Linked DNA regions of Mus musculus: regions 1, 2, 3, 4, 5 and 6 are each linked to region 7. Evidence: chromatin contacts called from public Hi-C and promoter capture Hi-C data. All regions are on one chromosome and are shown on one strand. Each heading gives the region's core, a stretch centred on a gene start, on an enhancer-like site or on the middle of the called end of the contact. The rest is flanking DNA. Distances are from core to core; before and after follow the strand shown. Region 1 holds the start of Msh2 (mutS homolog 2). Region 2 holds the start of Socs5 (suppressor of cytokine signaling 5). Region 3 holds the start of Rhoq (ras homolog family member Q). Region 4 holds the start of Cript (cysteine-rich PDZ-binding protein). Region 5 holds the start of Calm2 (calmodulin 2). Region 6 holds the start of Mcfd2 (multiple coagulation factor deficiency 2). Region 7 holds the start of 1110020A21Rik (RIKEN cDNA 1110020A21 gene).

The links. Promoter capture Hi-C pulls out the DNA fragments that hold promoters and counts their contacts. Hi-C and Micro-C count contacts between places; a contact is called where the count stands out from the background. Capture Hi-C pulls out chosen DNA fragments and counts their contacts.
Region 1: a contact with region 7 is called in a promoter capture Hi-C map of adipose tissue, with 4 times the contacts expected there. The contact joins the promoter of Msh2 here to the promoter of 1110020A21Rik in region 7. A contact is called at or near these places in 2 of 39 promoter capture datasets (embryonic stem cells and pre-B cells) and 1 of 9 other capture datasets (adipose tissue).
Region 2: a contact with region 7 is called in a promoter capture Hi-C map of pre-B cells, with 5 times the contacts expected there. The contact joins the promoter of Socs5 here to the promoter of 1110020A21Rik in region 7. A contact is called at or near these places in 4 of 39 promoter capture datasets (embryonic stem cells, hippocampal neurons, liver and 1 more) and 1 of 115 datasets of contacts at active chromatin or transcription factors (astrocytes).
Region 3: a contact with region 7 is called in a promoter capture Hi-C map of pre-B cells, with 3 times the contacts expected there. The contact joins the promoter of Rhoq here to the promoter of 1110020A21Rik in region 7. A contact is called at or near these places in 3 of 39 promoter capture datasets (3T3-L1-derived adipocytes, embryonic stem cells and pre-B cells), 1 of 115 datasets of contacts at active chromatin or transcription factors (embryonic forebrain) and 1 of 9 other capture datasets (adipose tissue).
Region 4: a Hi-C map of muscle stem cells shows a contact between it and region 7, with 9 times the contacts expected there. The contact joins the promoter of Cript here to the promoter of 1110020A21Rik in region 7. A contact is called at or near these places in 1 of 39 promoter capture datasets (pre-B cells), 1 of 484 Hi-C or Micro-C datasets (muscle stem cells), 1 of 115 datasets of contacts at active chromatin or transcription factors (astrocytes) and 1 of 9 other capture datasets (adipose tissue).
Region 5: a promoter capture Hi-C map of pre-B cells shows a contact between it and region 7. The contact joins the promoter of Calm2 here to the promoter of 1110020A21Rik in region 7. A contact is called at or near these places in 3 of 39 promoter capture datasets (cranial neural crest, liver and pre-B cells) and 1 of 115 datasets of contacts at active chromatin or transcription factors (astrocytes).
Region 6: a promoter capture Hi-C map of liver shows a contact between it and region 7, with 3 times the contacts expected there. The contact joins the promoter of Mcfd2 here to the promoter of 1110020A21Rik in region 7. A contact is called at or near these places in 4 of 39 promoter capture datasets (the C10 cell line, embryonic stem cells, liver and 1 more) and 1 of 9 other capture datasets (liver).

What each region holds. Positions count from the first base shown.
Region 1 is chr17:87,670,735-87,674,196 of GRCm38.p6, forward strand. Msh2 (mutS homolog 2) reads left to right here and starts at 1,798. Exons shown (of 16, transcript NM_008628.3): 1 at 1,798-2,072. The coding sequence starts at 1,862.
Region 2 is chr17:87,106,003-87,109,737 of GRCm38.p6, forward strand. Socs5 (suppressor of cytokine signaling 5) reads left to right here and starts at 1,677. Exons shown (of 3, transcript NM_019654.2): 1 at 1,677-2,045. It overlaps Gm30510 (a long non-coding RNA gene), which reads right to left and starts at 1,345. Exons shown (of 2, transcript XR_877091.1): 1 at 1,256-1,345.
Region 3 is chr17:86,961,818-86,965,451 of GRCm38.p6, forward strand. Rhoq (ras homolog family member Q) reads left to right here and starts at 1,294. Exons shown (of 5, transcript NM_145491.2): 1 at 1,294-1,930; 2 at 2,483-2,541. The coding sequence starts at 1,789. LOC115488765 (hapless 2-like) reads left to right here. Exons shown (of 3, transcript XM_030250169.1): 3 at 1,056-1,729. The coding sequence ends at 1,729.
Region 4 is chr17:87,024,137-87,027,494 of GRCm38.p6, forward strand. It overlaps Cript (cysteine-rich PDZ-binding protein), which reads left to right and starts at 1,425. Exons shown (of 5, transcript NM_019936.3): 1 at 1,425-1,539. The coding sequence starts at 1,524. Pigf (phosphatidylinositol glycan anchor biosynthesis, class F) reads right to left here and starts at 1,265. Exons shown (of 6, transcript NM_008838.1): 1 at 1,162-1,265.
Region 5 is chr17:87,445,231-87,448,725 of GRCm38.p6, forward strand. Calm2 (calmodulin 2) reads right to left here and starts at 1,705. Exons shown (of 6, transcript NM_007589.5): 1 at 1,563-1,705. The coding sequence starts at 1,565.
Region 6 is chr17:87,263,843-87,267,690 of GRCm38.p6, forward strand. Mcfd2 (multiple coagulation factor deficiency 2) reads right to left here and starts at 2,105. Exons shown (of 4, transcript NM_139295.3): 1 at 1,993-2,105.
Region 7 is chr17:84,955,644-84,959,143 of GRCm38.p6, forward strand. It overlaps 1110020A21Rik (RIKEN cDNA 1110020A21 gene), which reads right to left and starts at 1,780. Exons shown (of 4, transcript NR_027929.1): 1 at 1,557-1,780. It overlaps Ppm1b (protein phosphatase 1B, magnesium dependent, beta isoform), which reads left to right and starts at 2,358. Exons shown (of 6, transcript NM_001159496.1): 1 at 2,358-2,751.

The DNA.
Region 1 (3,462 bases), core at 548-3,047, 2.7 Mb after region 7:
TTTTTTAGTTCCACTTCTGGTTAACTGTTCTTGTTAATTGGAGTATGACAACCCAGAATATAAATATATGTATATGTATATAGCTTAAAAGCTCACCCCAAGAAAAGTTCAGTGCTACAATGGGATCCTGAATACCCAGGGTAGTTACTGGTCAAGTAATAAAGCTGTCCTATTGGCTTAAACCTGTGGGCAAGTTGTTTTCTCTGGTGGATACCACACAATAGGTCCAGGCACGGAATCCAGGGCATCGGGCTTGGTACACATACCTTCACCCAGAGCCATCTCAGTGGCCGTCGAGAAACTGTATAGAAACAGAACAAAGAAAGTTTTAAATCAAGGCCGTAGAAACTAAGGGGTCTGTACAAAGATTATATTTGATAATCACAAGGTTGTTAAGGTAAACACAGAGGTGGGCAATAGTAGCTCTTTAGGGGACTACAATTAGCTCAAGATAATTTGGCTCAGGGCTTGCAATATTTCAGCTCCCTACAATCACATCTTAATCAGTTAATTAGCCCTTAAGAATGTTTATAACCCTGCAGTTTTTCCTGTCGGTTTACACCTCTTAGTCTCCATCTTTCTGTGTGTTTGTTTATCTACTTCTAAAACAGTGTGCAGTCTGCATCCATTCACTAGCACGGAAGAAAAACCAGATGCAACCTCTCTACCTCCCCCGCCTCCACCCTTTTCTTTATTGAGACAGGGTCTTGCTACACAGAAATCCAAAGCAGGATGTTTATTTATTTAGAACTCCAAAGCAGGTTATTTATTTATTTATTTATTTATTTAGGATGCAGTCTCTGGTAGCCCAAATTGACCTCCAGCTGCGTAGCCAAGGATAATACTGTACTGTGTTTCTTGCCAGACCCACTTTTAACTTTTGGCCCTTCTGACCTCCTGAGAGCTGGGGTTTCAAGTGTGTGTCACCCTACTCGTTTCCACATTTAATATATATATTTTTTCTTTAAATTAATAAGTGTCTGCACCTGACCTCCTCCACCCACACCGAGGATCTGGAGTTACCAGTTATGATGAGCTACACTAGTGATGGGGACTGAACTCAAGGTAGGCGACTATGAAAACATTAGGAAGTTAGGAAACTGCTGAGCCCCCAATCTGTCCTTTATTTGTTTATTTATTTATTTATTTATTTACCAGACAAGGTGCTGAGCCCCCATCTGTCCTTTATTTATTTATTTACCAGACAAGGTTTCTCTGTGTAGTCCTGACTTCCCTGGAACTCGATTGGTAGACCTGGCTGGCCTCAGAGGCCCCCCCGAGTGCTTGGATTAAGGGCATGCGCCACCACGCTCGGCTTGCCAAGTGTCTATTGGATGAATTCGTCAACCGATGGGCGAAATGCAAAACTGGGTCAGCAAGAGGTTGTGCAGAATATACCTGAAATTTTACCTATGGCAGTTTGCACTGCAAGTGTATAACGCACACTCAAGGCTGGGTGGGGGAAAAAAGATAGTTCTTTGTTTACAAGTTCTTTGTGATTTCACTCTTACGTTTCCGGTCACTTGATAAAACAAATTCCTAGCTGACCCCGCCTAGCACACCTACCCACCCACCAGGCGGACTTGAAAGCGCAGCCTCTGGAAGGCCTGCAAGGCTGCAGAAGTCGGACGCATGCGCAGTAGCTAGAGTCCTAGAGTTCGCGGGAAGCTGGGACCTTGCTCGCTTATGATTGGCTACTGCGGTAGACTCCCACCCACCGGGGCGCAGCGCTGCATGGTGATTGGGCGAGCCCACAGAGGCCGGACGAGGTTTAGGGGGCGAGGTTGGGGAGGCGGGAAACGACGCGGCCAGCGCAGGGTCGCTCTGTGCTCTAGTGGTGTTGGTGTGGAGCGGCTCGGAAATGGCGGTGCAGCCTAAGGAGACGCTGCAGTTGGAAGGCGCGGCCGAGGCGGGCTTCGTGCGCTTCTTTGAGGGCATGCCGGAGAAGCCGAGCACCACGGTGCGCCTCTTCGACCGCGGCGACTTTTACACGGCGCACGGAGAGGACGCGCTGCTGGCGGCCCGCGAGGTGTTCAAGACCCAGGGCGTGATCAAGTACATGGGGCCGGCAGGTGAGGGCAGCCGCGGCGGCGGGGCCCGGGCCGGCTCGGGGCCGCGTTGCCGGAAACCTGGGCGCATGCAGCGGTGGGGCTGCGGCGGAGCGCCCCGCCCGAGAGCTGCCTCCCCGGGCCACGCGTTTAGCATCTTGTTTTGGTTCGCTTCCGCACAGTGCGCTGGGCGGCTGCACACCGCCGAGTCCAGGCTGTCCTCGGACGCCTCGAGTTCCAGCCTCCCAAGTTGATAGGATTAGAGTCTTGTGTCACCGTGGGTACCTCCAAATCAATAACAGCCCGCAGCCTAGGAGCGAGGAGTGGAGGGCGTTTTGAGAGCTTCCTTTAAGACACCCTCATTTGCCAATAGGCTGTGTTTTGTTTTGTTTTTTTTAAACCGTCTCGCTTGAGAACCTGGGATGGACCATTGCTGAAGGGCAGTATCGCCAAGTGGTCAGGACCTAGGATATGCCCTGGAGCTGAACTGCCCGGATTTCAGTTGTGGATCCCCTACTGTTTGCTGAGTGCGGTTGAGCTAGTTGGAAAGCTGTGCTTAGCTAGCTAGCTAGCTAGCTTTCTTTCTTTCTTTCTTTCTTTCTTTTTTTTTTCTGCCACCTTGGCTCTCACCACTCAGCATCATCTCTCCCTAAAAGGCTTCAGAACTCATTTGTGGCCTAGGAAGATTAATTTGATCACCATAATAACCTCTCCCCCACCCACCCCCGTTGCTTTTTCTTTCAATTACATTGAATGTCCATTATATCATACTTTGGAGTTGTGAGTTCTAATTTTTTTTTTTTTTTTGGTTTTTCGAGACAGGGCTTCTCTGTTATAGCTCTGGCTATCCTAGAACTCACTCTGTAGACCAGGCTGGCCTCGAACTCAGAAATCCACCTGCCTTCCAAGTGCTGGGATTAAAGACGTGCGCTACCACCGCCCAGCATGAGTTCTAATTCTTTATGCTGTTATATGCAAATGGATGTTACAGACATCGTATTTCTGCCTGGTCTGTGCTAGGTAATAGTCTGCTGCCTTCACAACCAGTTGAATTTGTTTTTGTTAGACAGCTATTCTTTATCTTGAGTTAAAGAGTGACACACACACACACACAAGAAATGTTGTGTCCATTAATAATGTTCTCTCACAATCTTCCCAGTCCTGACCTCTAGTTTTCCTTCTCTGGATATTCTGGGATGTAGCATGTAAATGAAGAGCTTCAAGGCTTATCTCTGTCATCAGCACTTCGTTCCTTTTGGTTGCTAAATAATTGTGTGGATTTCCCACATTTCATTTAGCTCCTTGTCCCTGGAGTTTGTTTTGGCTTGGTTTTTGGAGACACGGTCTCACTCTTTAGCCTTGGTTGACCTGGAACTCAGTAGGTTTACCAGGTTGTCACTTACACTGCCACTGC
Region 2 (3,735 bases), core at 427-2,926, 2.2 Mb after region 7:
AGAAGGCTTGGGGAAGTTCGGAAAGTATGGGTTCCAATGTGGAACTTACTCCAATAGACAAGTAGAGCGGCTAAAAGCTGCTTAGGAATGCAGATCTGGCCCTCACTGACCGGACGCCGGACGTCCATCCGTGATTCTATCTGAATGGCTAGATCATCTCCTGTGCACTGTGTGCCTTCCAAATAAGAGGGCTGAGGGCCAGAACCTGCTACTCTCAAGGAGTCAAAGAGAACAGACAGTTGAAAAATAACTGAGAAAGCAATCTGAGGGTGTACAATGTTAAGAAAGGTAGGGTGGGGCTGAAAAGAGTCTAAGAAAAGCCTTCAAGAAAAAGGTAGTCTGCCGGTCCCACTGCAAAGCATTAAAGACTAAAGGTGGTCAAAAATCTCAATATTCAGCAGGTTGAAGTAGGAGCACCATTACCTAGAAGACAGCTTGGGCTACATATTGCGTTCCAAATCATGCTAGGCTATACAGTGAGACTGTTTCAAACAAACCGGACTAAGGTGTGTGTGACCCTATGTGTATGCCGCTGATAGAAGGACCACTTTGGGGAGATACGCAGGGGGAACAGACTACTGTATTTGAATCATGAAGTAAACAAGTCTTTTTGTCTGAGCACCGGAAAGTAGTATGTCTAAGAAGTGGCCAGTTAGCTTACGAGTGGTAACCACGGTTCTACACTTGATCTTAGCCAAAAGGCCAAGAAGCGGTGGTAACCACGGTTCTAAAGGGGCAGCTGAGGAGTCTCGCGGGTATCACAACCCCCCATTCACTTCTCTGTCCTTGCTGTCATTTCCACGGCCGGGGCGATCCACATAAAATGCAAGCAAAGAGAGGAAGCGACAACACCCCTCCCCTCGTGTATGACTCATCTTCGTGGCAGCTGAGAGCCTGGATAGGAAGAGTTGAATTCAATGAGGTGCCCGGTTTCCCGTTGAATATTGGAATTCAGTGACTCGGATGGCTCCATGCTGAAGGGAGCTAGGGAGACTCATTCACATTTTTTTCCTACCCGGCACTCGCAACCTCCATTCAGCATTTTCCCCTTGGTCTCCCTAACGGAGCCCAAAGGAACAAAGCTACTCCCCACCCGCACCTCGGGTTGACCTTCCACCCGAGCGCCCACCCCTAGCCCGTTCCACGGCCACGTGACCCTCTCCAGCCTCCTAGCCTCCCGGGCCTCTCCCCCTCCCCTCCAGTCCGAGCCCGCTTGGCCCCGCCCACCCCGCCCACGTGTCAGCCTCTCTCCCACCTGACTGGCTCCTCCCTCTTCGGCCGAACCCGGCCGCTTGTCTCAGCTGCCCGACTCCAAAATGGCAGCCGCGCACAGCACGCACCAGCGCGGCCGGACCTCCTTAACTCGCCGGCCTCCCCTCTTTAGCTCCCAGCCTCCCTCCTCCGGCCTTCACCTACCCGCCTCTGGATTGGCCGCCGGGAGTCCCGCCCACCTGGAGCCCCGCCTGCCATTGGTCACGGTAGGCTGCCCTTCAGAGAGGCGTGGCCCAGCCCGCCCCCCACCCCGGGAGGTATTTTCCATTCCGGTGGGGGGCTGGGGGGGCGGGGGGAGGGGAGAGGGTGACGAGGGGGAGGCGGCCGGGAAGGGGTGGGGGCTGGCGGGGGCATCCGGCCGAGCTGGGGTCCCCGGGCTCCGTCCGGAGGAAGCGAGGCTGCGCCGCCGGCCCGGCAGGAGCGGAGGACGGGACGCGCGGGCGGTCGCGCTCGCCCTGTCGCTGACTGCGCTGCCCCGGCCCATCCTTGCCTGGCCGCAGGTGCCCTGGATGAGGCCGCCGCGCGTGTCCCGGCCGCTGAGTGTCCCCCGCGGTCGCCCGGCGCCTGCCCTCAAGCGGCCGCCTCTCCTTGCCCGGGTCCCCGTTTTCCCCCGGCGCAGTCCTCCTCCGGTGGGCGCCTCCGCACCTCGGCGCAGGCGGCACGGCCCTCGGGCCGGGATGGATCCGCCGGGAAGAGGAAGACAAGCCGGGGCGTTGAGCCCCTGCGCACGGTGCCGCCGCGCGTAGTGGGAGCTTACTCGCAGTAGGCTCTCGGTACGTCTCGGAGGAATTGCTTTTCGGTGGGAGTCGGGACACCTAAGGGGAAGAAGGGGTCGTCTGGGGCCGATAGGAGGGCATTCGTCATCGGGGTCGTGGTGGGTCGAGACTGGGTGGGGGAGGTCGTCGGTGCCCACTGCCAAGGGTAGAGGGGGTCCAGGCAGGTCACCTAAGAGCTCCATAGCTCCGACCTGAGGGTCCTCAAGGGCGACGATAAAAGGTCTACCGGGACGTGAAGGAAGGACCGGGGAGCGTGGATGCGGGAAAAGACTGGAGCATCTCTGGGGGGTTTAACCTGGGGTGGTTATTACAGGATGCGGAGGCGGCCGCAAGGAAGACCCCGCTCCAAGTCCTTGAGCTTTTAATAAATGGTTCTTTGGTGCTGGGACTTGGGCATTCGAGTAGCTGAAGCGGAGTGAGTTTGTGGAGAGGGAGTTGCATTGACAGAAGGATGCTGAGGAACAACGTGAATACCCTTGGTTTGGTTCTCAACTTTGAAGGCTATGGGGGTCAGCCACGAGCTTTTGGCATTTTTTTATTTTGGTGTTCCAAGCAAAAGGTGGCTGGCTGCTGGACTTCGTCAGTGATTCCTTATTTTAAATTGTATGTATATATTTGATGGGGTTGGGCAGTTACCAGTTCTCCTGGACATTCTTCCAACTACACCTTGACATTCTTACAGCAGCTTCTCATCTACACCGGAGGCCTGCTCCTTTCAAAGTTAACACTAGGCTAGACTGTCCTATTACGATTTACTGACATTTATCCTAGAAGACGATTAAGTCATGCTTGCTTTTAACTGTTTCTTTACAGGGCCGTGTAAAATTGAACTGCATGTTCTATAGAAGTTTAAAAATGGTTTCTCTTTAAGGAATGAAATGAAAAAGATGCTGGTGTTAGAAGGCTCTGCTAAAATGAGCTCGAGTGTTCTAACAGTTGGGAATTTAGTCAAATGCGTACTTTAATCTTAATAGTCTCTCGGATTCATAGTCCCTTTTTGAAATCGGCCTAGCAACGGAAGGAAGACACAGCAGGAAGCGGTGACTGTTGTCTGGAGTTCACCTTTGTGATTGTCCTGCAGGGATGTTACCTTTTTCATGTCTGTGGACTAGAAAGAGTAAGCTGAGAATTGCACAGCTAGTCTGTAGTCTCCTGTTAAACTCACACCTGTATTACTAATTTCATACATTTGTTGAGTTTCCTATGGCTTACAAAATGAAAACTCACTTGATTAGGGAGTCCTTAACATTTAGGGGGAAAAAAAATCTGAAGGCTACTTTGCTGGCTAATTAAAACATTTCTGCAAAAAAGTGCTAATATTTTTAATGGTTCTTCCCAGTTCTTGAAAAAGTAGTGGTTAATTATATATTTTTCTTCTTATTGTCCTTGAATTTTACCGTTTGTCCTTAGGGAGAATGTACTGGCATACAAAACAGCAGCTTAAAATATTGAAACATAACACCTTTTGACATTATAATGGCTTCTGCATGATTCACCTTGAGAATCATCTCTGGCGAGCCAGCAGTGGTGGGCTTTCCCTTCCTCTTCAGTTGGGAGTGGGCTGGCTGTCTCCTATTGTGGGCCTACAGCAAAACAGTTTACTGGCTGTGAAGTAATGGTGATAACTTTCACAAAAAGAGAATGAGAGGCCGATGAGTCATTTCTTTCCGAGCTGGAAGAGTAGAAG
Region 3 (3,634 bases), core at 44-2,543, 2.0 Mb after region 7:
AGTGTGGTGCCTTTCCTAACCTTTCAGAATGTATGAAGTAACTTTCAGATTTATTAGTGTAGTCAATGCAAGTACCTCCACTCGAATGCAATGGACAGGGTATGGAGAGATGTTCCCCTACGTTCACAAGGAACGTTAAATACTATTTGAAATCTTCCTGGTCGAATTGAAATCAGGATTATGACTTGAAAACTGGCGTCCAGGGTTCGTGGAAGTGAAATGAGGGCATCACAGTAGGCATCTCCCCAGGTGGCCCTTGAACACCGGGAGTGACAGGGAACCTTTTGGTAACCACTTCACTGGTCCCAGTTTCCCCCACCTAAATCCCGGGGGCAAGGGTATGAGTGACCCACGCACCTCTCAACACAGCATTTTCTACCACTATGAATTGGTGAGAGGAAAGGACTTCCCTGTCAGCAAGCTTGGGGGTAGGCTGCGGTGTGGGGTCAGTCAGCGCAGAGTGAGCCTTCGAACCAAGACCGTACATTTAAAGCAGCACTCGGCCACACAACTAACTGGCCCTGGCCAGACAAGTGTTTCCGGACTTGCCAGACAGAGGCGCAGGGTTGGTCCTGAATCACTGGCCAAGTCTCAGAGCGCGAGGCTACATCATACCTCAGGGATCACAATTGAATACTTTTGGAGAGACGCTTGGAAGCGAAAGGAAGCCTCGGACGATGTCGCCTCCAGGGGGAGCACAAATAACATCTGTGGTCTCCTGACAAGGGCTCGCCCCTTTGTGGCTGGTTGGGGGTGCAATATGCTGCATCTCTTAGTCACCGATTTCATAGAAAATGACTCAAGCTCGTGCTGCGAAAAGCGTGGGGTAGTGATGCTGAGGAGCAAGCAATAAGCCAGAAGTCTCAGTTTTCCAGTTCCGAGACCCACCACCCTCCCAGCCTCCGCACACCTTTCTAATTATTGTTATTAATTATATTTATAACCCTCTTGGCCGCTGTTCCTGATTTCTAGTTGCGTGGAGCACTTGCAGGCCGACGAGATGGCTCCTGCCTTCCAGGCAGAATTTAAATATACACATCTGTATAATGTTGCAGAATTGCGTCACCGTGGAAGTCGTCGTGATTCCCCGAAAGGCCTTCACGTCTCCTCCGGGCACCGGGGCCTGCGGACGCTTCCGGGCTTTGGCCGCACTTTCGCGAGGAGCCCTGGGCTCCTTCCTAGCGGCTGCCCAAGAGCCCCTCCCCCAGCCCCCATCCTCCCGGATACAGGGCGCCTCCTCCTCGGCCTCCGCGCCCGACTCCCAGGGAGTCAAGCTTGGGTGAGCGGCAGGAGCGCACGGCGGGCGCGGGCGCGGGGCGCGCCGCACTCCGGAGCCGCCCGGACCGCCCTCCCCCACCCCCCTTCACCGGCCCAGGAGGGCGGGGGCCGGAGCGGCGCGGGGCGGGCAGAGCCGCCTGGCCCCTCCCCTCCGCCGCCCTCCCCAAAGTTGCCGACTCCCCTGGGGCCGGACGGTCTTATGATCCGGCGGATCCTCCTGGGGAGGCCGGGCCGGGGAGCGGGTTCGGGCGCCGAGCGGCGGGGCCAGCAGGCGGGCGCGGCGAGCCGGGCCAGGGCGGGGAGCGGGGCAGAGATCGAAGCGGCGGCGGCTGCGCCCCGGGCCCGCCGCACCTTCTCCTCCGGTCAGGGGAACCGCTGCATGGGGCCGGGAGGGCGGCCCTGCTGCGCCGAGCGGCGGCGACGGCGGACCCCCCAAGCGGGCTGGGGCTGAGCCCGGGGCCAGGGCGGGGGCTCCGGGGGGACCATGCCCCGAGGCCGGCCGGCCGCAGCATGGCTCACGGGCCCGGCGCGCTGATGCTGAAGTGCGTGGTGGTCGGCGACGGGGCGGTGGGCAAGACGTGCCTGCTCATGAGCTATGCCAACGACGCCTTCCCCGAGGAGTACGTGCCCACTGTCTTCGACCACTACGCAGGTACGCCTCTGCCCTGCTGACTAAGGGGCTGATCCCCGGCTGGGAACTTTGGAGCAACTTTGGCTGAGCCCCCTGGCTTGCCTCCCCTGAGCGTGCTCCCCTCCCCCGCCGTGCCCTCTGCCTGGCGGCTTCACCCCCCCCCCCAAGCTGTGCCTCTGGTCACCCCACCCCTCGCAGCAACTCCCACCCCATTCCTATCTCCCCCTTCGCCCCGTCTCCCACACTTTTCAGTCCCCTGAGCGCCCTTCTTGACCTTCCAGCTGCCTCTTCCCTTACTGCCCGAAACCCCTGTAGGGGAAACATCTGGGAACACTAGTAGACGTGGCTACAGGGTTTGGGGGGGGGGGGGAGTGGATGGCAGGGGCCACATTACACCTATATCTCATGCAACTTGGCAGTGAAGTGGACTCGGATAAAAGGGGAATGTTGTCTCCTGGGGAGCACCCACATGCTTCCCAGTATTTGGGAAAGGAGGTTACTGTGGGGAGCCAAAGTGCTAGATCTCAGATCACTGTGAGCTTCTCTCCCCACCCCCCACTTCTGTCCTTGCAGTCAGCGTCACCGTGGGGGGCAAGCAGTACCTCTTGGGACTCTATGACACAGCTGGACAGGTGAGTGTTTTGGCTTCTGGCCGGTTCCCTTACCCCCATCTCTCGCCAATTCTGTGTGGCTGTGGAGGGCCTTTGGAAACTGAGGTGTCTAGGTGGGAGGGTGTGTTTTGGGGGGGGGGGCTGCCTCAAGATCAGGTTGGTTTTTTTTTTCTTAAGTCAGCAAATTAAGGAAACAAACCCAAAAGAAAACGCAGACCAGCGTGAACCCCGCGATGTGAAAAGTTTTTGACTGTATGGGTCTTTACGTGTGTTGCCTGGTGAGTGGGTCCCAACTCCTGTTGCAAAGTGGCAGCAGCCAATGGTAAAGCGTTCTTATTTTTAGTTGCTGATGACCAGGTCTCCCCCTCGCAGCCTCTGTCTGGGCCCTCATTGGTGAGTGGTCTGCCTGCCCGAGGAGCCTGATTGGTGGGAAATGGCATCATCTAAGAGGCTGGGAAGGCGTTTGGTCCTGGTTGTGTTTATTACAACATCATTGCACTCTGGGACTCCAGTCCCTGAAAACGTAATTTGTGGTGTTACCAGAGGAGCACAGGGAAAAAGAAAAGAAACAACAACCGTCAGCCACTCCCTGGGGTTGGGGCGGCAGGGTTAAGAGTTCAGCTGGAGTCTTGGAGGAAGCTTTCTTCCCCCTGGAGGGCCAGGTGACTTTGTGTTTTCTTTGGAGAGATTATGTGCAGAAAGGAAAGGAACGCGTCTTTCTGCAGTCTCTGGCTAGTGCTGGCAAACTGAAGGGTCAGACTGTTCTCCTGTAGGGTTAAGGGGTTTTCTTGGGGGTTCTGTCTCCCTAACCTAGCTCCACTGTCTTGCCAGACCCACTTTCTTTCTTCTGGGGCTGACTAAGGTGATGGTTTCGCAGAATTCAGCTCTGCAGTGTGCTCTGAAGTCTTTGGAAGTTGCTGTGTCTTATGCAGGCTTGAGAGCCCTGAGGATGCGCGAGCCATTGAACGGTGAACAGTGACTCCAGTCTTTGCGCTTTAGTTGTGAACAGGGGGCTGAAGATGGAGGTGGGGTGGGGTGGGGCCCAGGGGGAGAGAAATACCACCAGATACGATATGCTAAATATGTGTTTGATTAGATCTGCCTTTTAGCATCG
Region 4 (3,358 bases), core at 175-2,674, 2.1 Mb after region 7:
TTAAATATTTGTGACTGGTTTCTACAAAGGGGACATGTGCCAGACACCAGCAACTAATTTTACTTTTTTGGCGAAAATCACTGCAGTTCCCAAATGACAGCCAAGTATACACTTAGATATGCAAATGGTGGAGGACCATCTTAAGATGGTCATTATGCTACACTAAGGGCTCACACTGTCTGTACAGATGTTAAATAATGGTAATAGCAGAACGCGAGTGGGAGGAGAAACAATAGTTTCCAGTCTCTAAATACATATATTTGACCTAGAGAACAGTTTCTATGTTATACTGACTAAAGTTAATTAAGAACTTAAAAGTAACACATGTTACAATGTAGTAAAAATCGGGCCCAAAAAGTAACATCCACACCGCAGGGTGAGGAACTAGCAGGAAAGGTAAAAGCGCAAGTCTGGGCATGGTGCTATTAGCCCTCATTTCATTCACACTTATCGTTTTCAAAAGCAAATGATACTGATTAAGAAAACTGGATGAACAAGTTAGCAGATACGGCCAAGGTTACACACGCACAAGCCATTTCAAGCATCGCCTCTTTAAACAAGAAGAAATCCTCCAGGGTCGGGACAAGAACGCATAGCCGTGAAAAGACTTGGGGAAAGTTTCTCAGATTCTCCCTTCCACTGCGGGGTCAGGCAGGAAGCGCGATCAGAAATCCATCCTAGGCCACCGGCAAACACCCATCTAACACGGCGAGCGCGAGCGGTACCCAAACGCAAAGGTGACACCGGCGAGCGAGTCCCCGACCCAGGACACCACACCTGGGAAGCCGCCCTCGGGACTCGCGATCCCGTGAGAACGGGGTCGGAAGGCTTGGCTGCTCCCGAGCCCTCCTCCTGAGCAGCCTTTGCTCAGGTGCGGACCGCAGCTCCACCCCACCCAGGTGGCTCCGTCCCAGCCTCGGACGGCGCAGTGTGGGCAACTGGAGGTCGCCATCATAGAGAGAGCCCGTGCGGCCGACCCGGTGACCTGAGGTCGGAGTCCCCTGAGAGACTGTGATAGACGCCGGCATCTCAGAGGGTCGGTAGCGCAGGGCATCCTCTGGTCCGCCGGAAGCGTGGCGCCCTGGAAGTCACCGCAGCGGTCGGCGGTGCGACCTGCACCCGCCCCGGGCGAGTGTGAGAAGCAACCCGCCACCGGCTTACCTAACTCTCCCGCCCGCCGAAGGGAAGGGGGACACCACCGCCTCCCACCCTCAGGTGCTACAGGCTGGCATGGCCCCTGGCGCAGGCGCAGACCAGAAAGCGAGGGGGCGGGGGGAACTCACAAGCGCACAGCCAATCGTTGACGAGAAGGGGCGGGATAATGAGAGCAGCCCCGCCCATCAGCTCGCGTTTATCCCTCCCGCGACTTTCTAGGTACGGGATAGGCCGGAGCGGGAGGGCTGAGAGTCCGGAAGCGGGCTGACGTAGCCGGAAGAGGAAGTCGTCTCCGCTGGGGCGTTGTTGTGTTTGGGTTGCTGCTCCTGCTTTGCCGGCTGAGGGCACAGGGACACCCCCATGTAAGGATGGTGTGTGAAAAGTGTAAGTTCAGGGGCTGCTTCTGGGGGAGGTGGAGGGCTGAGAAGTTCTCTCGGGATTTCTCTGGTTTTCCCCTGCTGGTCTGTGGCGTAACCGGTGTCTTCCTACCCTGCCCCTCGGCCCTTCTTGCCTGTCCCGTAAGCATAGCCTTCCGCTCTGTGTTGAGAATGGCTTCAGTTCTGCGCCTCTTGTGTTTGTTTCTGTTGTCGTCCTCGCGCCCCTTCTGGGTCTCCTCCGTTACAACTTCTTGATTGGCTCTCGGAGGCTTAAATCGGATCTTCACGATCTTTCTGGTAGCATCAAGAGTTGACAGATGTCACAAGTATAAGTTCCAGGCTCTCGGTTACATCTTAAGATTATAAGCAATGGTTAATTTCCAGTATTATTAATATGTCCCGAATAATGTTTAAATCTTGACTTTCTGCTTTTCCTTACTACAAAACATGCCGCATTTAATACAGATTTTATTTATTTATTTATTTATTTTTGGTTTTTCGAGACAGGGTTTCTCTGTGTAGCCCTGGCTGTCCTGGAACTCACTCTGTAAACCAGGCTGGCCTCGAACTCAGAAATCCGCCTGCCTCTGCCTCCCCAGTGCTGGGATTAAAGGCGTGCACCACCACCGCCCGGCTAGATTTTATTTTAAAAATTACTTCAGTGGCTATCTGAAATTAAGTTAAATTGGATATTTTGAGCCATCCCGTCAATTCATTAATACTCACAGCTTTGGGTCAGGTGAAGGAGAGAGTCTCATCACCACCAAAGAAATCTTTAAGTAGTCACCCCTGGCTTTTAGAAAGGTCTTTTTAACCCTTTTAGTTACCATTCAGTAATTCCAATGAAACCCTTAAGATTTGTTGTAAATATTTAATTTTTTTTTTTTTGGTAGCTGCAAAAGCTGATGATTCGTTTAAAAACAACTTTCTTCTCTTGATCTCTTTCATGGGCTAGACAGCCTTCTCTGACAAGATTCAACCCACATCTCAGTTACTGGCGGATATACAGGACCCATTTTGTTCATAGCCCCTCAGTATGTAGAACTCTGGACACAGACACCCCTCCAGAGCTGTGCCATTCTTAAACGGTTTTTTATTCTTTTCGAAAGTGGGATAAATGGTTAATTAAATGTGGCTTAAATGTATTTAGATTGTGAAGCCGTCCTTTGTGCTGTGCCCTGAAAGGTCATTTCCTCTGCTCTTCTGAGAAATCTAAGGTCTTATTATCTGTAGCCTCTCAGTCTGTCTGCTCATTGCATGCACCCCGTAAGTAAACTGAGGTACTTGCATACAGAAGCTGTAATGTCAGCAGCCGCCTCAGTTCAGTCTTCCCTTGTATCACACATTATTCGAGAAAGTTACTTTTCTCCAATTTTTTAGAGTTACCTCTTAGAACTTGGCACGTACGTGTTCTCCAGTTGTGCATTTACTGAGTTCCAGGGAGTTTGGTTTCAGTGTGCTTTCTTTTCCTTGTTCTGTTAGGTGTTTGAGGACTGTTTGGCCTCAGCTGGCACATCCATACCACTGAGCATCCAGTGCTCTTCTCCACCCTGAACAGTGCCCTACTTAAACAGTACTAAGTAACTGTCCATTTGGAGCATATAAATACAATATATTTATCATTTTAAATTGCTTTGTTTTCATCAGAACCTTGCATGGTGCTTTGTACAGACTAGGTGATTAGAGAATGTGAGAGAGAGGAATGAATAAGTTTGTCAGAACTGCTTAAAGTATAATCAGTTAAAGCCTGTTACTAGAGCATCGTTTTGTCCTGTAAGTTTTATTTAGAACCAGTATCTGTTGCCCACTGTTACTATCTTAAGTTT
Region 5 (3,495 bases), core at 455-2,954, 2.5 Mb after region 7:
TTCCAGTAAAGATTTAAATCCTATGCTAACTAAAAAAATAATAAGTTACTATACAACTTGGAGTGTCAATTACTGCCTATAATTTACATCGTGTTTCCCCTTACAAAGAACAAATTCAGTCAGCATATTAAAATTCATTAGTTAAAAAATATATATCAAAAAGAATTCACCAAAGTTAAATGAAGGCTAGCTCTCTCAAGGTGAACACTCCCCACACCCAAGCAGGCTGGAGGTTTCAGTTGGCAGGGATTCCCAACTACTGTTTAAGATGTCACCTTGCCTCCTGGACACACCCATTGCTGTAACCATTTGGCAAGGGAGTAAAATAAGTATTGCAAATTATCGTCCTCATTAATTTTTTTAAAACAGAAAACACGAAGAGGGACTTATTTTTCAAAGCTCTTTCTAAAATCTCCTGCTCTCTTTTACACTCTTTAAGTGTACAGTTACTGACGGCCATTATTGCATAGGTGAACTGTCCGTAAGAACTAAGATCAGATGGCAACTTCCACTCTGAAACGCAAGTCGTTTTCAAGGAACTCTGCGTGTGGTAGAGGTGAACAGGAGTGCACCTGAGCACTCAAGAATTTAGCGACCCGCCCCTTAATTGCTACTTCCACTAGCTCATGGGGGCCGAAAAACGCCTTTGAGACCCTAACTGAGGTCGGTTGCTTTCCCTTTACGAGCTCTATTTTTTTTTTTTTTGAGAAAGCGCCCGACTTCCAGCAAAAGCTTGTATTCTTCAACGATTTAAAAAAAGAAAAAAAAATTAATCATCCAGTCTGGGTAGCGGAAGCCAGCACCAGATGGAGTGAACAAGCAGCAGCAGCAGCAGCCCTGCGCGGAGGGGGAGGGGGGACTGCTGGGGTCCCCTCCCCCGCCCATCCCCGCAGCGCCGCGGGCCGCCCAGACCTCCGCAGTCCTGCAGGTGCCAGCGCAGCAGCTGGGGCGCGAGCCGAGCCGAGCCGCGTAGGGCGGCGGCTCGGGGCCCCGCGCGCTCACCCCACCCGACCCCCGCGGCGGGGGTCCCCGCACGGGCTGGACCCACGGGGCGCGCCCCCGGCCCGGCCCGGCCCGGCCTCGCGGGGATGCGGGCTAACGGCGCCCGCTCGCCTCGGGGCCCCGCGCTCCTCCCCACCCCACCCCCCGCGCATGGCGGCCGGGCGGACAAAGGCGCTTCCTGGCGCCCGCGCTCGCTCGGCGGTGGCCGTTGGCGGTTTGAATCCGGCCCCCGGGGCTGACCTTTGGCGCCGCCTCGGCCGCAGCCCCTCCTGCTCTGCTCTCTCGACCGAGCCCACGGCCCCGCACCCCAGATCCATCCTCCCCCGGCCAAGCCCCGCAGCGGTCCCCCGACTCATCTAAAAGGGAACCCAAGAGGACAGGGGTGGGGGACACCTGCGACACAAGTGTCGCGGGGGGCCTCCTGGCTTTTTTTTTTTTTTTTTTTTGGTGCCGTCCCTCTGGCGAGGACAGTTCTGAGAGGGGAGGTCCCCTCTTTAGTCAATCCGCTTCAGCATCTTTCCCCGACCCGCGGGGCGCCGGCCGCTCAGCTACGCACTCACCATGCTGCAAGGGCTACGGGTTTCCGAGACGCGACCAGACAACCGCTCGACTCGCTCGCTCCACTCGGACTAATTCTCCTCCTCCGCCCCCAGCTCCTCATAAACACCTCCCTCCGCCTCCCTCCGCCAGATCCCTCCGCCTCATCCAGATAACGGAACCTAGCGAACGAGTCCCGGCCAGCCCCCGCCCCCTCCCCCCCCCCAACTCTCCGGGAGACCCCCTTTCTCCGCAGTCACTGGGCAGACACGCAAGAGAGAAAGGGGAGCAGGGGGACGGATGACGTAAGTGGGTTCCACTCCCAGGCAAGCCGTTAAAAGGCCGGGGGAACCGCGCCTGGCAGGAGCTACTTTGCGGCGCGGAGGAGCACCGCGGTGGCGGTCGACCAGGCGAACCTCGTTGAGCTTGCTGCTGATTGGCTGATTTGTACCTGCAATGCGTCACTTTCTCTCGCAGCCGGAACGCGGTTGCGGCTTCTGCCGTTGCTTGCTCGCGCCGCGCTGTCCTGGCAACTGCGCCAGGCGGCAGCGTGGCTCTCTCTGCGCTCGGCTGGAGGACCTTCTTCCACCCGTCCTGCCTGCCACAGACACACGCACACACTCACCTTCCCGCCCCGTATGGAGGTGCTGCTGACAAAAACAACACGGGCCAAAACAAAAAATAAATAAAACTGAAGGACACCCCCCCCCCCCAGTAAACACCCACCCAGCGCGCCCAGCTTCTCAGCGTTGCTGCATAGGGAGGCCGGTCGTTTTTCATTACACGGTGCCGAACCCATGCAGCTCAGCTGACAAGCTAATCAAAAAAGGGGCTTCCGTTTATGCCTACCCTTCGCTTCTCTTTCCTAGCAGTAATTTATCAGAAAGCTACTCAAACCCACTGTATCCGAGAGTGTGTGCTGTCGGTCTCCCCAAGGAGCCCCTCTGAAATTAGAAGCCCAAAGTAGACAACCAGAAAAGGATGATGGGGGTTAGAGAGGAAAATAAGGATTCCATCCTCAAAATACAGTGCCCAGAGAAGATTGATGGAACAGCCACGGCCCAGAGAGAATTAGGAAGATGGCGAAGGCAGAAAGAACTTCCCAGTTGAAAAAGCACCACCATGCAAACCCTCAAACCGTGGAGAGCAATCACTTTGTAAAAAGCAAGGCAAGATGAAACCTCAACTTCAGAAAGAAGCCTGCCTTCAGGATAGTTTCCCCGTTCAGCAAGAACATTTCGGTGCTAACAGCTATATGCACCCACTCGGAGAGTCCATTTTAACCTCCTTTACCTAAGTTAGACATCCCTCACACCTTTAAACATATCTTTTAATGAAGCCAGAGCTGGGCCCTCTTTCAGTCATGGAAACCAGACATTAAGCGGCCTTCTAATTAGCACTAACAAAGCTGACACCCTTTCGAACGAATGCCCACTCGATGGGAATACCAAACCAAACCAAACCTCAGATTTCTGTTTCTATTATCCTTGCCAATGTGGTGCCCTGATAATACTGAAAGGGAGGAGAGCTAATTAACCTTACCCCACAAATGAGATAAATATCATTATTTGGGAATATTACTTTAAAATGGGCACCTCCAGCCAAGAATCTGACGCCACCGTTCCGTTCCAGTGCACTACATTCTGGTAAATTCAAAGTTTTTCCAAGATATACCTCAGAAATTTGTCTGTGACTCCTCCTCAGATCTTCAGATGGAAGACCTACTAATTTTTTTTTTTGTCTTTCCGCTGACTCAGTAAAAATATTCTCTCCTTACACAGTACCCCATTAGCATGCGGTGATTTTACATATGAAATTTTTAATGGTGGGAAATTGAATGACAAAATGAATAATCACCTCTTCAAGGGAAGGAATTTTTAAGAGGATTGGTGCAGAATGTATGATAAGTACGCACTGACTCGTGCCTAGAGAGACGCGGTAGTGCTTGCTAACAAG
Region 6 (3,848 bases), core at 855-3,354, 2.3 Mb after region 7:
GCCTGGAGTCTTAGAAACTTGACTATCTTATGTTGACTACTTATATATTCTTGACTGAAAGGCTGTTGCTCATCCTTTGGAGAAGGTCATCTTCAACAGAATGAGCAACTCTGGGAGAGACACACACAGCAACGAAAGAGGAAAAGGATATTGCTAAGCTCAGCAGACCACCACCACTAACCCTGTCGGTATGATCAGTGGGGTATGATCGGCGGCGGCAAGCAGATCGTCTGGAAACCAGAGAGGGCTGTAGAAAACAATCAGGGCCTTAGCATGAGTCTGACAGGGCAATGCTGACCTGCCTCAGAGCCTTGACTCCAACAGGGCTCCTCTCACTGCTCCGGACGCCTCTGTTGCCACTGTGTCTGGTCATTCCTCCTAGGCCCGGTTCAGATGAGACGTAAAGACTCTTGTGGTTAACACCCCTTGCTTCCTTGTCTGTTTCTTCCTTCCTATCTTTCCTTCTCCTCTTTCCAAAGGTCAGGATCTGTGTTCTCTCATTTGTGAACTGAACAACGCTGAGCTGGCGTGGGACGTGGTCAGAATGGGGTGAGAAGAAACACAGTACTTAAGTCTCTATCTCAGAGGCCCTGGCCTAAGGCTGAGCTCTCCCTTTGCAGCACTCCTGCCCACCCTTCCTTCCCACTGGGCCATTATTCCTATCAGGGAGTGGGCTTTCCTCCTAGCAGCTGTTGGCAGCCTTCAGAGGCTCTTAGTTGGGAATTTACATTCAAAGCAATCACATTTGACAACACCCCAGACATCCTGTTACACGGAGCCAAGGCCAACTGACTAGTGCTTCCTAGTTGTAGTCATCTCCATGCTCTTGAAGTCCAAGTAACCAGCAAGTTTCTGGGTTACAGAAAGCCCCCACATGGGCTGAGGTTGAAAACTTGTCCTGAATAGGCTGGTGTTTAATAGTCTGGTCCATTTGTTCACTGGGGGATTCCAAAGGAATGCCATGCTACCCTTATAACTAACATTTAACTAAGAGCCTAGTTACATAGGGAGAGCAGAGCTGTGAAGGCTGTGAGAACAGTCAGACGCCTCTCGACAGCAAAACACAGGTCACTAAAGAGGCACTCCAGGGGTATCACACACACCCCCATCCACAGAAAGCATGAGAAGAAATATTTCAACCCAAAGCAAAGCACGCCCCTCCATATGGCAGTGAACACCTAAACATGACTTAAGTCCAATCCAGAATATTCAGATGAGGAGGGGCAGGTCTTGAGTAAAGTACAAAGACAGTGAGTGAGTCACAACAGGCATTGCAGGAAGGAAAGAAGAGCTTGGAAGGGCAATGAGAATCCACAGAAGGACCTGGGAATGGGGCAGGGTGGCTGAGCGTGTCTCTACCTCCCCTGTACTGGACACGTTGAGGAGGGTCAATCAATATTAAAGGAGCAGAAAAGAGAGCTGATTGCTAAGGCAAGGTGTCTGGAAAAGTGAGAGTTTTGAATAGGTTCAATGTATTTGATGAGTGTAGGTAAGAGTGACGCCCAGGCCTCTGGTTTGGGCATATGTGTGGATGGAGGTGCCATGTCCCAGAAAGGGAAAACGAGACAAACGAGCATCCCTTGTCTACCTAACCTCCTAGGCTCAAACTAGCCAACCCTGTCGAGACAACAGGACCTGTGGGTCTGCCCCGAGGAAGGTGGGGGAGCCAGAGGCAGATGGAGTAACGCCTGAGACCCGCGTGCTTCCAGGCCAGCCAGGGTCCGTGTCCAGCCCACACAGCTGGCCCTACAGCCTAGTACTGAGACTCCCAGCAATGGGGTGAGCGCAAACAACAGCGCGGTGCTCAGCCGGGCAGACACGTCTGGCCCCCGAAACCCTCTCGGAAGACAGGCTGCCTCCGTGGGCCACAGGTCCCGCTGCGCCCTGAAGGTCCGCATCCTCCACCCCGCCACCCGGGCCTCCCATTCTCGAGCCCCAGGCCGACCGACCTCTGCCCCGAGGGTCAGGCCTCCGGCCCGTGGGTTCGCTCACCCCGATAATCCCCGACGCAGTCGCGAAGCACTCCAACGTGAACCTTGCCAGCTGCCGTCCCTGGGACGCTTTTCTCCGCACGCCGGTCCCGCCCCTCGCCCAGCCGCGCACGCGCACAGCCTCCCGCCCGCCCACCAACGCTGCCGGCCCCGCCCCCTGTGCGACCCGATCCAGTGGATCCACGTGTCCCCTGTGGCTGGCGCGGCCAGACCCGCCTCCCGAGGGCGACACCCTACTGCTAGGGCCCTGGGGAGGCCAAGAGGCGAGCTGGTTGCTAGGCAAACCTGAGGCTCCGGAACGTGGCTCACCGTGGGTTGTGGGCTGCAGGATCCGGAGGAGGCGGACTCCGAAGCTGGCCAGCCTCACCTTCTCTATACTTTGACGGATATCCTTGCTTCCACTACAAACTGAGAGAGTAAAACCCCTAACTCCTGTCCCAGTGAGGCAGCCGGTACTTCTCGGGGATCCTGCGTTTCCAAGACTGACCTGCTTCCATTTTCTTTTTGCTCCATTCCCTGAGCCGCAGCCTCAAGATCCAGCTAGTAAAGTTCCTGAAATCGTCTGGTTTTGTTGTTTTCTTTGAGAGAAGACAATATATTTAAAAAAAAAAAAAAAAAAAAGGATCCTGCCCTTTGATATTAACAAAATTGTCTTTCAGTGAATGTGTATAGATACAGATAGATATATGAGCTTAGGACTGTACATTTTAAAATTCCTTCTCTCCTTTGTATCTTTGAAGATACATAATCGTATTTTTTTTAGATGCACCTACATCAAAGATGGAGAGAGATTATATCAAAGCCCACCCCCACCCCCTCTTCCTTGTAGCCTTGAAAATTGCCCAACAGCACCGTTTTTGTCTCTTTGTCCCACTTTCCAAGATTAAGATTTCAACATTATCCATAGGGAGAGAAAGCCTCTTTCAAGAGTCCCTAAGATATTGCATCTCATTCCATCTCATTCTGAAGGTTAGATTAATTTGGTCCAGTTCATTCTGGGTACCCTGTAGTTGACTGCATTGTACCTACGATCCTTTGTCCTGGGAGCTACAAATGCAGGCAGTTTATGAAGCTCAGTAAGTAGAGACTGGACCGAGGGTAGCCTGGAGCATTCTTCACCTCACACCTCCTAGACTTTTTGTTTTGTTGCTGATTTGGTGTTTTGATTTTTCGAGACAGGATCTCTCAGTGTAGCCCTGGCTGTTCTGGAACTTGCTCTGTAGACCGGGCTGCCCGCAGACTCAGATCCATCTGCTTCTGTCTCCCAAGTGCTGGGATTAAAGGTGTGTGCCACCACTGCCCTGCTCAGACTTTTTTCTAATAAGCACTTGCCACCAAGCCAGATACTCCACCTTCTCTGTGGATGCTAGCTTTTGTCATCTTTCTCTTTCTACTGGATCATTCTTACCTGCATAGATGCTTGCCCTCTGGTTCTTTCCTACAATGCTATTGAAATGGCCATCTCCATGCAAACCAGGTCTCTTCTGACTTGCTTATTCCTCGAAGTCAAACATGGCTCCCATTGTCTCCTTTGTTTGAATGCTGTGGAGGTGGGTTTGAGTTCTGCTATGCTCAAGCTATGCTCAGTGTGACACACAGTCTCCTGCTGCCTGCTGATCAAGATGCAGAACTCTCAGCTCCTTCTCCAGCACCATGTCTGCCTAGATGCTGCCATGCTTCCCACCTTGATGATAATGGACTGAACCTCTGAAACTGGAAGCCAGCCCCAGTTAAATGTTGTCCTTTGCAAGAGTTGCTGTGGTTATGGCATCTCTTCACAGCGATTAAAAACCCTAAGGCACAGCCACACTTTGAAGCATTTTTTTTTTCTTTCCTGACAACTATGCTTGTTGTTCT
Region 7 (3,500 bases), core at 530-3,029:
AATCAACCAACCAAACAAACAGTCAACTGACCAAACAACCAAAACCAAAACAAAACAAAAAAATCTAGCACCCAAAGACTACTTTTAAAAATTATCTTTCGAAGTTCAATCTCCAGAATCACAATAAATGAAATAAAATTGTATTGTAGTGAGCTTTCTCCCCAGAGTGAGCTCTGGATTTTGTAGGCATGAATGTAGCTTGGAACCTCAGGTGATTCTAATTTTAGGAACCTGTTTGCCCACTATCCTGAAAAAACACCATGTGTGCTGGCTACATTCTAATGACAACTTGACACAAGCTAGAGACATCTGAGAGGAGACAAACTTTCATTCCTAAGAGCTGGCTGTGGGCTAGCCTGTAGAACATTTTCTTAAGTAGTGATTGATGGGGGTGGTGGGGGTGGGTGGGGGCAGCCCATTGTGTGCGATGCCATCCTGAGCTGGTGGTCCTGGATTCTATAAGTGGGCTGAGCGGGCCATGTGAACAAGCTAGTAACCTCTCCATCAACTCTTATCTGCAGGTTTGAGTTCTTGTTCGGCTTCCTTCAGTGATGGGCTACAGTGTAAGTCCAATAAACCCTTTTCTACTCAAGTTGCTTTTTGGTTGCCATGGTGTTTCATGGTCCCAATAGAAACCTTAAGACAGAGTTCTTAAACTTGAAGTTCCAGAGAAATCTGAATTGCAACCAAATGTTTATTTCCGCCAGTTTCACTTTGGAAATTGCTTCAGAAATATGTCCTTCTTTTCAAAGCTGAATTTGCACTCCCTTAGGTCGGTCTAAACCTAAGTTGTCCCAACTAACTTATACCTAAGTATGAATAAGATCGAAAACGTCTTTCAAAGACTTGAGCGAGTTTAAAAACTCTTCAGGTGAGCGCTTAAGTGCCCCATTACACTTTGATCTGGAAGAATTAACCTGGTTCACTTTCTAGCTCAATGTGGTTACTAGATGACCGTTTTCTCCCGGCCTTTGTGAAGCCTTCCGAGTAATCATACCCAGAGGGAGACTCCTTTATGTCATCATTACCCTTTGCAGACGTTCAATGATTACCTACCATTCCCAGTCTGGGACTGCCTGCCTTACTTTTGTATCTCCAGTTCTACCTACCACGCTTAGCAAAATGCAGGTGCTCTTTAAGAGAGGAATGACCTAGTGAATGTCAAGAGCCTAGACAGGAGTTTTAAAAATCAGACTCAGAAACAAAACACGGAACTGCCAAGGGCTGGAAGGCAGGAGGTCGAGGTAAATAAGAAGAACGAACAATCTGAACCATTGCAAAATCATCCCGAAGGGATCTCCTGTCCCATTTTCTCAAGTGGCTTTTCAGCCTTCTCAACTTCCCGCCCACTCTCCCCTGCTGGAGACAGGTCATGCAGGTATCCCAACAATGAGGCTCTGATTGGTCAGAGATGATTTCATTGTTAGGGAACATCCGGGCTCTTTCCCTCCCTGCATCACCTCCCCAGAGCCCTACGCGCCCAGTTTTGCACTCTCGCGTGCGCCCCACCCGTAGTTGAAGCAAAACAACGCCTCTCTCCAGGCCCTTTCTCGAACCTTTCTGAGCTCTTCCTTCACAGCTCTATGCCAAAGAGAGGCGGCCACTTCTTCCAATGAGGGTCTAGGGGCACTTCTCTGGCCAATCAGAAGCCGGCTCTCTCCACTCCGGGTGGGACCAATTTCCACCTATAACTGGACTGCCCGTTGGTTTCTTTATGGTGTTCGTTCTCCGCGAAGTGTAGAGGTCAGAACTGCAGGGTCCGCAGACTCGGGGCTTGGCCATCTACGAATACTAGCCAATCCCTTTTAGGATACTTTTGCGCGTTCATTTAAAAAAAGCCGAAGTGACGGACTTGGAAATTGGTTTCTTGACGGACAAGTAGAGGAAGCCAATAGTCGGAGGATCAGGCCGCCATTTGAACCAATCAGAAAAGGATATCGGTCTTCGAGTTGGGGCGTAATTTGACTGACGGAGGACTCTACCTATGGCTACTAGGGTGGGCAGGTCGGTGACGTCAGGAGTTAGGGCAAGGCGGAGGTGGGGCTGAATAAAGTAAATGGTAATGAAGGGTTGGGCCTCACTGGTGGGCGGTGTGTGATGGATAGTTGACCTTGCCAATTAAGGTGGGCACTGACGCCCAATGAGAAATTAAAGACTCAGAGGCGGGGCCGTGTGGGCGGGGAAAGAGAAGCACAGAAGATACTAGGGGCCAGGTTGGGCGGGAGAACGTAGATTGACAGGCTTCTCAGCAAACCGAGGGCAGCGGTGACACACGCGGCGTCCCAATGGGTGCCCTTGGGGGGCGGAGCCCGAGGAGGGGCGGGGAAAGACGGCGGTGCGGGGAGGGGAGGGGGGTTGCAGAAGGAGCGGAGCGGCCGCTGCTCAATGGCGGAAAAGCCGCTGGTGCTCTGACCGCCTGGTCCCCCCTGGCAGTTGCGGGGGAGTTTCCTGCCGGCGCGGCTGGAGTCTCTGTTTCTCCGTGTCCGGTGGCTGGAAGATGCTCCAGAGAGATCAGGCTGCGGCGGAGGAGGTGGCGGCGGCCGAGTCGGCAGCGGCTCTGGGTTGGAGAGAAGGCGGCGGCGGCGGTGTGAGGGGCCGGACGGTGTAAACAGCTCGGGCGGCGGCGGTGGCCGAGCCCCCGAGGGCGAAGCGGCGGCGGAGGCGGTGTCGCGTCTCGGGAGAAAGCCGGGGGCCGCGGGCGGCTGTGCGGCGGGCGAGCCCGCGAGACCTCCCTTTCTACCTTCGCCCCAGGTAAGGCCGCTTTGCGCCCAGCCGAGTGGGGGAACGGCCGTCCGTCCGTCCAGCCTGCTCTCGGAGCACCGGGCTAGGCCCAGGGCCTGGGCTGCCGCCGCCGCCTCCGCTTGCGCGCGAGGCTTCGCGGGGCGCGGCGCGGCGAGGGAGTAGTTTGCCGGGGCGCGTGGAAGTCCGCTGCTTCCCCTCGCGCCGCGGCGTGCAGGCAGCGCCCATGGGCGCGCGGGCCACCCCAAGGCCGCGGCTCACCCAGTCCTGCCCGCCGCTCCGGAAAACACCTTTCGGTGTGGCTCTCTCTCCCGGTCGCTTTCTGCCCTCCCCTGCGCTCCGCTCTCCTTTCTTGTGAAATCTTTCTGGTTTTTCTGTCTGTGCCTCTCCGGGCCTCCTTCCCCCTCCTGTGCTTTAAACCGTTTGTCTTGCTCCTCTTAGCCAGACTCGGGGGTTCGTGTCTGTGTGTTGCCCACCAACCACGGTCCGAAAATTTCGGGTGTCGTGCTTAACAATGGGCTTCTTAAATGAAATTACTATGAACTCCATCTCAAGTTTACATGAATTCCATTAAGAATAGACTGGACAGTATTATGTGATCGGTCATTACTTTTTATCTTTAAAAGCCTTTAAGGAAAGAAAGTATCATTAAGCATAGCTGAAAAGAACCCTGAAATAAACTTATATAAATGAAGGGCTTGGTGAATGTTAGAGCCATTTCTTCATTTTTTAAAAAAGTTGCATGACCTCTAATACCAGTT